Regions from separate parts of the Zea mays genome. Here region 2 is linked to region 1. Evidence: chromatin contacts called from public Hi-C data. All regions are on one chromosome and are shown on one strand. The core of a region is the stretch at or near the end of the contact, and the rest is flanking DNA. Distances in the headings are between cores, read along the strand shown.

The links. A called contact is a pair of places that touch in the nucleus more often than the background predicts.
Region 2: a contact with region 1 is called in a Hi-C map of leaf, with 3 times the contacts expected there. The contact joins the promoter of LOC100274949 here to the promoter of LOC100194211 in region 1. A contact is called at or near these places in 3 of 25 Hi-C or Micro-C datasets (endosperm and leaf).

Annotation. Positions count from the first base shown.
Region 1 is chr1:77,322,433-77,327,550 of Zm-B73-REFERENCE-NAM-5.0, reverse strand. It overlaps LOC100194211 (Sigma factor sigB regulation protein rsbQ), which reads left to right and starts at 2,084. Exons shown (of 2, transcript NM_001139253.2): 1 at 2,084-2,713. The coding sequence starts at 2,343.
Region 2 is chr1:77,559,246-77,564,363 of Zm-B73-REFERENCE-NAM-5.0, reverse strand. It overlaps LOC100274949 (zinc-binding protein), which reads right to left and starts at 3,146. Exons shown (of 3, transcript NM_001331213.1): 1 at 2,805-3,146; 2 at 2,636-2,676; 3 at 689-1,063. The coding sequence starts at 2,877. The coding sequence ends at 944.

The sequences.
Region 1 (5,118 bases), core at 835-3,334:
CTATTAAGAGGTATTTTATATTATTTATATGGTGATTAGCTAAAAAAGTAGTAGCTCCTATGGAATTTGGGGAGGATTAGGGGGGACGTTGTCCCCCTCTGCCCCTCCCTGGAATCGCCTCTGTAGGCTTACGCTTAGTAATGGCAAAGCTCACTATCTCCGTCTTGGCGATGAAAAAAACTCCCCACGGAGATCCCTATGAACACTCGAAGGGACATTTCTTTCTATATCTGTTTTCCACGAAGACCTGTCCTGCTTAAATTATAATTATGACATACTTCCTTTATTATTAATACAAAAGATTGTACTTATACACATTGTTAGATGTAAGAAACCATTATGTGTACATCAAAATGAACACATTTGTACAATAAATGATCTTTGACATGGTAATTATTTATTTTTATTATTAACTATTACATGAAAACATCGTCACGTACAATTTTATTAGGTTCCCACGAGAAACGAGGACGAGGAACGCTTCCTTGTCTCCGACCCGTTTACCTATCGAGGGTGATTTTTTTCCTATTTACATCTCCATCGAAGAAGAAATCTTCTCATCCCCATCTTCTAATGGAAGAATTCCTCACGGGGATTCAGAGATCGGAGCCCATTACCATCTCTACTTATGTTGCACACATTACATGAGAGAGCTAGATGGTATTGTGGGGATATGCGTTCATGTTAGGCTTTATTTGGTTGCACTCATATCCACGCGATCGGATCCCTACATGTCCAGCATTTGACTTGTTGTAGCCTAGCTCGTCCGTGGATGCAGCCAAAGCTGCTCGATTTGGCTTGAATTGCACCAACATATGTAGATCTGGTCTGTCTCGTATAGGCAACCAAACACAGTGTGCAGAGCCTGGTTGTGCTCGAGCGGGCAACCAAACATATGGTATATGAATCCATCTCAATTCATATGTTTTGGAATGGAAAATTGACTCATATTCTCTTCAATTCACTCTAGCACATGTAAATTATGATGGGTATAAATGCAGCTAAATAAGTTGTCACGGATGAGGATCGATTTTCCTAGTGAGATGGCCAAGCTTTGGTGGAGCTGGTTCTAACAGAATTTAGACTAAATAAGGTGTTGAGTTGGTGTGTGTTGTGCAATATATCTCTTAAAAAATCATGAATATGCAGGTCCTGAGTATATACCAAGGTGATCGGTGTGGTGAGTGGTGACCGTGAGGATGAAGTAGTTAGTGATGAAAACTGAATACGGAGACTTCGATCAAACGGCTAAAATACCGGAGGACGAATTAAAAGATGGCTAAAAAACATGTAGAGGTTTGTTAGGCATGTACTCTCTCTATATTTTTTATTAGGTATTTTAACCTAGATACCAAGACGCCTACTGATAGGGGTACATGATGAGCAGAGCTAGACTAAAGCATCAACATGTTCGTTTGACTTTAATCTCTATTGACTTCTACTGTTTTTATAGTGTTTTGATCTCTATGAATTACATTTAAATAACTGGCTTTAATTCCAAGCGAACGATCCCGCATAATTGGTCCTTTAAAAACTCTATTTTTTTTCTTTTTCTGAAGTCCACATTTTAGTATTTTTCTTTAAGATTGGTCGGTTTTTGTTGATCGTCGTGCTCGATCTAGGGAATGAGATGCATACAAAAATCTTAAACCTTTGCACACAGGATCTCTCGGTAATACCTACATGAGGCAGGCAAGCTATCTGCATAATTTGATGATTTTTGGACTTTATTTTCTTGTGTTTTAACCTTTTTTCTTCCATAGTTTTCAGTTTGAAATCCGCGAAGTCAGTTGACTCGGTTCTCTCAAATGAACCAGTACGCTCCGACGTACGAGCACGCATTTGCAATTTGCAGATATTTTAGAGGATGTAATGGCAAACTGGCAATGGCAACTCCAGGGTGTATAGGCGATACGATATCCATCTACATCTAGTATTCCGTTAACTAAAATAGTGGGGCCCCCAGGGGAAGGCCCGCCGAGGCCGAGCAGAGGAAACCTACCAAGTGGCAACAACAGTCCGGTCCGGTGCGGTCGCCCCCACCAAACCGCCCCGCCGAGCGACCCAGTCCGTCAGCGAGCACCCCTGTCGCCGAAGCCCAGGCAGCAGCAGCGGGCAGGGGCGTCCGTCCGGTCCGCGCGCGTTCGTTCCCCTCCCCGACCGGCAGATTCCCCGTCCACGCCCCCGCCTTAAAACGCCCGCCACTAATCCCGTTTCTCACTGCCCTTCCGCGGCTGTGCTGTGCTCTGCTCTGCTCTGCTCCCCGTCTTTCCTCCTCTCCCGGTCTTTCCTCCTCTCCCCTTCCCGCCCAGCGCGTCCCCACGAGGAACCAACCCCGCGGCATGGGGATCGTGGAGGAGGCGCACAACCTGCGAGTGGTGGGCGAGGGGAAGCGCGGGGTCATCGTGCTGGCGCACGGCTTCGGCACCGACCAGTCCGTGTGGAAGCACCTGGTGCCGCACCTCGTCGCCGACTACCGCGTCGTGCTCTTCGACACCATGGGCGCCGGCCCCACCAACCCGGACTACTTCGACTTCTCCCGCTACGCCACGCTCGAGGGCTACGCGCTCGACCTCCTCGCCATCCTCCAGGAGCTCGGCGTCCGCTCCTGCATCTACGTCGGCCACTCCGTCTCCGCGGTCATCGGCGCGCTCGCCTCCATCTCCAGGCCTGACCTCTTCACCAAGCTCGTGCTCCTCTCCGCGTCCCCAAGGTAACTTTATCCAATTCGTTCGTTCAATTTAGTCCCCCCCGCTTGCTTCCTTGCTCGCTCGCTCGCTCGTGCTAAATTCCCCTTTGTTTTTTCTTACCTGTATTGTTATGCTTCCTGCTCTGCTCACAATCCATACTATCACGATCGGGAACAGGGGAACGAATCCACTGTGGCAGCTCCTGATTTCCCTGTTGTTGTGCTTTAATTTTGGTGAGTTGAGCTATATTACGCTCTCTAGACTCTAGGAACTAAGGTACCAGCACGGCCCCCCCTAGCCCCGTCCCCATGACGGCAACTTTTCGGTTTCGGGGAATTAGAGCCCTGTGAAGGACGTGGAACAGAAATCCTGTACTGTATATGGCTGTCAACATGTATGGCTCGTGGTCCACTCTGTGTCTGCGACTAGAGTAGGACCTCCTAGAGTAGCGTGTGGGCATCTTTTCTGGAAGGATCCACTCTTATCGATACTCGAAAACTTTTGATAGCTGTGACTGTGCTCTGTCACTTATCATCGCACTATTTAGAACATGAGGAACGCATATTGGATTAATCTTTCCAAATCAGGTGGTGCGGCATGGGCCGCCCTGATGGTGATACATTTGTGGATGATGGTGATCAATCATCTACAAGTACTCAGAGCTGTTAACATGATCTGTAATTTAAATGTGGTTGCAGATTTGAGTGTTCTACTGTTGGATCTGAAATTCAACAGTTGTGTTGAGAAGGAAATAGGGCTGTCATAATAACTAAGGATAAGGTGCAGTAGACAATATATGCAAGGTTACTTTTTTCTCTAGCATACGATTGGTCTTGTCACTAAAATTTACAGAACTGAAATCCTAGTCCTAGTTGTAGATCGATCATTTTAAACAAGTGGGCAATTGGTAGTTACCATAATTCAGTCAGGGCCATCCCGGACTCCGGGTATTTTGGGTGGCCTGCCCAAAACGCAGCAAAAAGTATTAAGTAATAGTATGTATACATGTACATATAATATAATGGCGAATAAATATTGTATCGGTTACATAATCTTCATTTAGAAAGCATTATTCTTCTAGTGTTCTTCAAAATAAAATCTCTAATGATATTTTCGTATTCAATTTTCCCAACCATTTTAGTGTTGTTTGGTATTACAAACAATGCATTAATTTTTTTGTATCATTATATAACTATTGGAACTAGGGTTACAGAGGTAGTACAAGTGGTGACCCTAGCGCTTGGGCGCCATCGTCCTAGGGTTAGGGCTGCTTCTTGGGGAAAGCATGGTACTGTTCATCGCAGGTGAATAGTAGGCGAAGGGGGAAAGCACGAGCAAGATACTTGTCTGCTTGATTCATTCATTAACCGAAGGAGTATATTATATGGCTGAGATAGCAGCCTCTAACAAACTATTCAACTCTATCCAAGACTAACAAACCAATGCTTATCCAACCAAACAAACTAACCAACTCTATCCAAGACTAACAAACCAATTGTTATCCAAACAAACTAACTAATTCTAACTAGGGCTGCTGGGCTCCCGAACTACTGCTCCTAGACGCCATTTCTAGCCACTTGTATCGCGATGGCGATGCTGATATGGGATGCCGGTCATAACAGCTCTCCTGGCCTCCAAAAACAACTTGTCCTCGAGCTGGACAACGAGATAAGACGCCTTGAATTGCTCCAAAGGTTCCCATGTAGCTTCTTCTGGTGACAGTCCTGCCTAGTGAATGACTCCATGCCATATGCCGCGGCGGAGCTTGGTGCACAACACCTGCTGGGGAACTGGAAGTAGTCGTCCTTGTTCCAGTATCGGTAAGGGAAGGGGTCCCTCCGGAGGTGCACCATGAAATGGCTTGAGGAGACTAACATGAAACACGTCGTGTAGACGGGCGCCCTCGGGCAGGTGTAGGCGATATGCCACAGTCCCAACACGCTAGTGGCGGACCTAGAAAATTTGGAGAGCCTGGACGTTTGCATTGTGAGTCAGGCCTTGGCCATTGTTGCCTACACCAAACTGTGTTTCACCTTTAGAATATGTATATCTTTCCACAACATATGGCAGCGGAGCCCGAGCAGCCGCCAGGGCTAGCCGGGCGGTGAGTCCGCCACTGCAACACGCTCCAACACCTAGCACGGTCTAGCATACTGGGTACCCAGCTTGACGTTGGGGCGATGTACCAAGGACGCGGCCTGGATGTGGAGAAGGTGCAACCAGACCTAGTCGCTCACCGCAAACTCCCTGTCGCAATGGTGGTCATCATACTGGTGTTGGGTGTACGTTTGAGCCTAGAGAAGCCGGTCATGGCCGTTTTCCAAAAAGAGGTCCCGCTCACGAAGGAGGTCATCAACCGTCCGCGTGCGCGCCGTGCCTGCAGTGAAGGGCACAATGGTTCGCGACCATACACCACCTGGAACTAGGG
Region 2 (5,118 bases), core at 1,897-4,396, 240 kb before region 1:
AGTTATTGTCTTATTTGAACCTATCAAAATAATTATAAAAATCATAATAAATTTGTATTGACTAAATTACGTTATTAGCTACTAACCAATAAAATTTAAACTAGAAACTTAGTTTATACATAAAGAAACAAAAAAATAAAAGGTAAATTGAACCAACTCAAAAGAGTGAGGAGAGGGAGTAAAATAAGCTAAAAATACTTTAGAGTCATGTGAACATTGTTTATAAGTGAGGCGTGTAATTTGGACTTTCTCCATCCAAATATCAACTGCATCTCTATATAAGCGTATAATAAATTTGACTAGCTTTTCTTATATTGGACTAGAAGATAATAATATTTGCAGATCCAATCTAAGAGGCTCTTCAAAAGGCCCTTTTTTCTCTAGCTCAAACGTGTCACGTTTATGGACTAATAAGCTATTTGGAAAAGTACATAACTGACATCATAACACACATGCATGTTTATGGAATACTACTAAGGTCAGACCTTGTTCGTTTGTGTCGAATTGCACCCGGAATTATTCCCGCTAATCAAAGTTTATATAAATTAGAGAAACAATCCGGTTAGAATTCGTTCCAACCCACCAATCCGGCACAAACGAACAAGGCCTCAGGGATATCTAAAACTACGAAAAATTGTATTTGCAAAGGAATTCTTGCGCTGGGCAGGAGGCACATACTAAGACAATGCAAACTGGCCCAACTCCCACGGACCAGTAATCTGTTTTGCACACGAAAATCATCGTTCTGAAACCAACCAGGTTTTAACAGCAGACAGTAGTTTCACTAGAAGTGGACACCACATCGCTTTCTTATGTAGGTTAACATAGGACAGGACGCATGACTGACGGGAAGATAACACGGAATGAACACCCTCAACACAAGGAACGCCCCCTGGCCCGATCGTAGTGACCAAACCAGCACTGGTTGCTAAGTTCAGGCCTTTCACTTCTTCAGATGGGGGAAGCACTGGTACACGTCTGTCTTGGGATGCTTGGCCTCGGCGTGCTCCCGGCACTTCACTTCAGTCGTGGTACACATGAATGTTTGCATGCACACTTTGCACTGTGTTCAGGGGTTAGCCAAAACGAATCCGAATCAGTAAGATACTTCAGGCGCTAGCTTGTGAAAACATGCAACCGAGACTAGAAACTTGCAGAATTACTTCAGTGTTCCACGGTATCAGTACATCTAGAAATTCCGAACTCCTCTATTAAACGCGAACTCCAACAAATATGCTTATTTATAATTTATTATGTCGATTGCATGGAACTACTGGTGCTAAACAGTGTTCCATCATGGTGCTATCTAATGTCCCCTAACTACTAAAATGCAATTATAGGCCCAAATGTGTGACTAAACGAGTTAAAATATGCCAAGTTGAGGCAGTCATGTAGGCAAGCACACATGGATTAATGAGATTTTGGACTTCTAAGTGGCACACTTAAACTAAATTTAGACTCATCTACAGTTTGATGAGTTTAGGGATCCATAACACTGAAATAAGTTGAAGCCCCAAATAGATTCAAAACATCAAACAGTTCAGAAAAGCGGAGACAGTTGGTGTTTTGCCTAGAGAAGAAAATAGAGCACAGTCAAGGTTCAGTTCGAATTCCAATTCCAAGCATTGGATGGGAGTCCAGTGCCTGATGTAGAACAGTTTGCACAGGCAAACCAAACAGACTAAGTCGTTTTTCATGGGCAATAGTTAGGGTTAGTACAGTAGTGACATTTCTAAAGCCAAGTTTCGCTACAGATAACTGATTTTCCATCAATCGACATAATAAATTATAAATAAGCATATTTGTAAACAAGGCAGTAAGCACAAGCTAAGCCAACCCCTGGACTGGTACCCAATGAACAAACATAAGGATCTGCTTGGAAACACATGGATAGTTAGTAGTTGGGGCTAAAAATTAGCTATGGTTCGCTAGTAGGATGACAACTAGTTCAGGACTTGGCTAAGAAATTCGCCACCTATTAGTATGAGCCCTCCTCTCCCGATGCACTGTGGCTATTTTGAGCTAAAAGTTAGCACATGGTATCCAAACATGCCCTAAGATTGGGCTGCAAATAAAACTAGGCACATAAACAGTGTTGCCTGCTTGACTGATCGGAGAAGCCCCATTAAGGGAAAGCATGACATTATGACTGGTTATGTTCTTTGCCATGTATAAGGTAGTGTTTGGTTACTAGGGACTAATTTTTAGTCCCTCAATTTTATTCCACTTTAATCTATAAATTGCAAAATATGGAAACTATAACTCTATTTTAGTTTCCATATTTGACAATTTAGTGACTAAAGTAGAATAATTTGGAGGAACTAAAAATTAGTCTCTAAAACCAAACACCCCCTAAAGATACATCATATGCATACCTTGTTTCTAGCCTCCAAATTCGAGCAGTACAAACCAATAGCCACATAGCACTATTGAAACTTACATCGCTCGTAGTATCTCCCACAGAAAAAATTCACAACTGATCCTAACCGTGGAAAAGAAACTCTCATCTAATACAGATACAGTCCCTAATCCAGCGGATTCTATGAGCATAACATACCCTACCACCAATCCATCAAGAAATTCCACCAAATGACACCAAAACGTAAGAGCAAAAACACGGATCTAGACAGGGTACCTGGATGCTCATGGCCTTCTTGTTGGTCTCGAGCTGGCTCCCTGCACAGCGGAAACACGCAGATCCATCAGATCGGAGCGCCCTCCCAGAGCAATGGCTCGAAGAGAACACATAGCATCCAAGAAGCGGAAGGGGGGTCGTTGAAGGAAGAGAGAAAAGAGGCGCGCACCCTTGGCCCCCTTGTTCTTCTCCAAGTTGCGCTCGCGGGCCATCTTGGACTTCTGGCCGTTGCCACCGCCCATGGTGGATGGATCCGGCGACAATCGACGGCAGCTACGCGCACCTCGCCCGGCGGCCGGCCCGCGCCGCTCCGCGTTAGGTTTGTGGTTCACGGGAAGGAGCGAGGGAATGGCAGACCAGATCTCTCCGGTGGATCCGTGGGCCACGCGGAGTCGCCCAACGGCAGTTTTTAATTCGAGGCCGTGCCCGTCGCCGTCGGTGCCGTGCCGGGAACGCGCTCTTGAGGAGATCTGGGCCGTCAATCCAGCCGCGAGGAACTATTAACCGACAGGGGTTGCCATACCATACACGGTAGTACGGGGAAATGCTAAGCCAAAGCACCAAGGGAAGGCATCTTTTAGCCACAAGATTTTGTTTCACCAAATAGATTTTAATTTAAAAAGAACTTATGTTGTACGAAATACAGATCATGTCTCCTCCTCACCTTATTAAGGTCTAAATTTGGCTGACTAGAGATGGGAATCGATAAATTCCCACATGATATTGCTATCACACAAACCCACGACAAAAAAAAACAATTCGGTCGGGTCACCCAAATCGGGTCACCCAAGTAGATGTGTGGGTTTAAATTCCCATATACATGTGGATCAAAGTCATCCATCAAATCATCCATACTCATAAAGATTGAAGTCTATTAAATGATATATTACACAAACAGTAGGTTTTAAACCAAATACTAATATTGTCGGTACCTTGAAACAGGGGTACCCCTGTTACAAGGAAAAGACGTTGTGCCGGCAGTGAAGTCTATGGTTGCGTGGTAAACGGCTCACCGTCGCGCAATCTCAGTCGCCTTGGGGGTCGCCATGTGGCCAAGGGAAAGGATGTGCTCCAGATGTACGCAGCAGGTCTGGACCTGCTACGTGGGAAGCACCGGACCCCGTGCATGGCGAGCGGGCCTCCGGGACAGATCCCGGACCCTTCCGAGTGAGGTTCGGACGGTTCACCACCGAGTCCCGGACCCTGGGGCAGGAAATACCCGGGCCCTGCCCTGGAAGGGGTCCGGTGCTGGCATGTGTCCAGAGCTTGCACCGCGCTCCCCACCAAGGCAGGGACCCGCTACTGCCGCATGGCTTGTGGCCCATGATGTAAGCCGACGGGAGGAGTCTGACGTCGGGCTACTGGAGCCGCGCAGCCACTGCATTTATTGCAGAAAGGACGTGTCGCCTGCTACCAAACCAACGAACGATGTGCCCTCTCGGCATTTAATGCGTCCAGTCCTCTCCGCTGGCAGACGGTGTCAGACGGCGTGCCTGTCCAATCTACCATCAAACAGCGCGCCCATGCCATGCAGCGGACTGTGCTCGTTATCCCTTCTGCAAGAAGCTTCCCCTGCACGCCAAGGATACGCAGATCTCGGATGTCGGGGCCCAAGAAGAATGACCCAGCAGCATGCATTTGTGGCTCCAAGCGCTATATTCGTTATGTCCCTAGGCCCACATGTCGGGGCTCGGTACCTTTGTGTATGCCCCCCTTCAGCTATAAAAGGGGAGGCATGCGACGTTGCAAGGCAGATCCAACCCTAGGCTCTCTTAAACACTCACAAGTTCATACAAGCTCTCAAGCAATACATCACACAGTGGAGTAGGGTATTACGCTCCGGCGGCCCGAACCACTCTAAACCCTCGCGTGCTCTCGTATGTTCATCCACCAATCTAGAGATGGCAATGGGTACCCGCGACCCGATACCTGAGAGCACCTAGAGGGGGGTGAATAGGTGATCCTGTAACACTTGAAACTTAAGCCACAAAAACTTGGTTAAGTGTTAGCACAATAATCGCCAAGTGGCTAGAGAGGAGTCTTCAACAAAACACAATAACCACAAAGATATCAATCACAGAGATGGCACGGTGGTTATCCCGTGGTTCGGCCAAGACAACACTTGCCTACTCCACGTTGTGGCGTCCCAACGGACGAGGGTTGCAATCAACCCCTCTCAAGCGGTCCAAAGACCCACTTGAATACCACAGTGTTTTGCTTGCTTTTCTTAATCCCGTTTGCGAGGAATCTCCACAACTTGGAGCCTCTCGCCCTTACACTTGAAGTTCACAAAGAAGCACGGAGTAAGGGAGGGATTAGCAACTCACACAAGACACTAAGATCACAGCAAATACACACACAAGACCCAGACTTAAGCTCAAAAGACTAGCACACTAGAACGGAGCTCAAATCACTAGAATGTCAAACAAGTGCGCAAGAATGGAGTGTGAGTGATCAAAAGTGCTCAAGGAATGCTTGGTGTA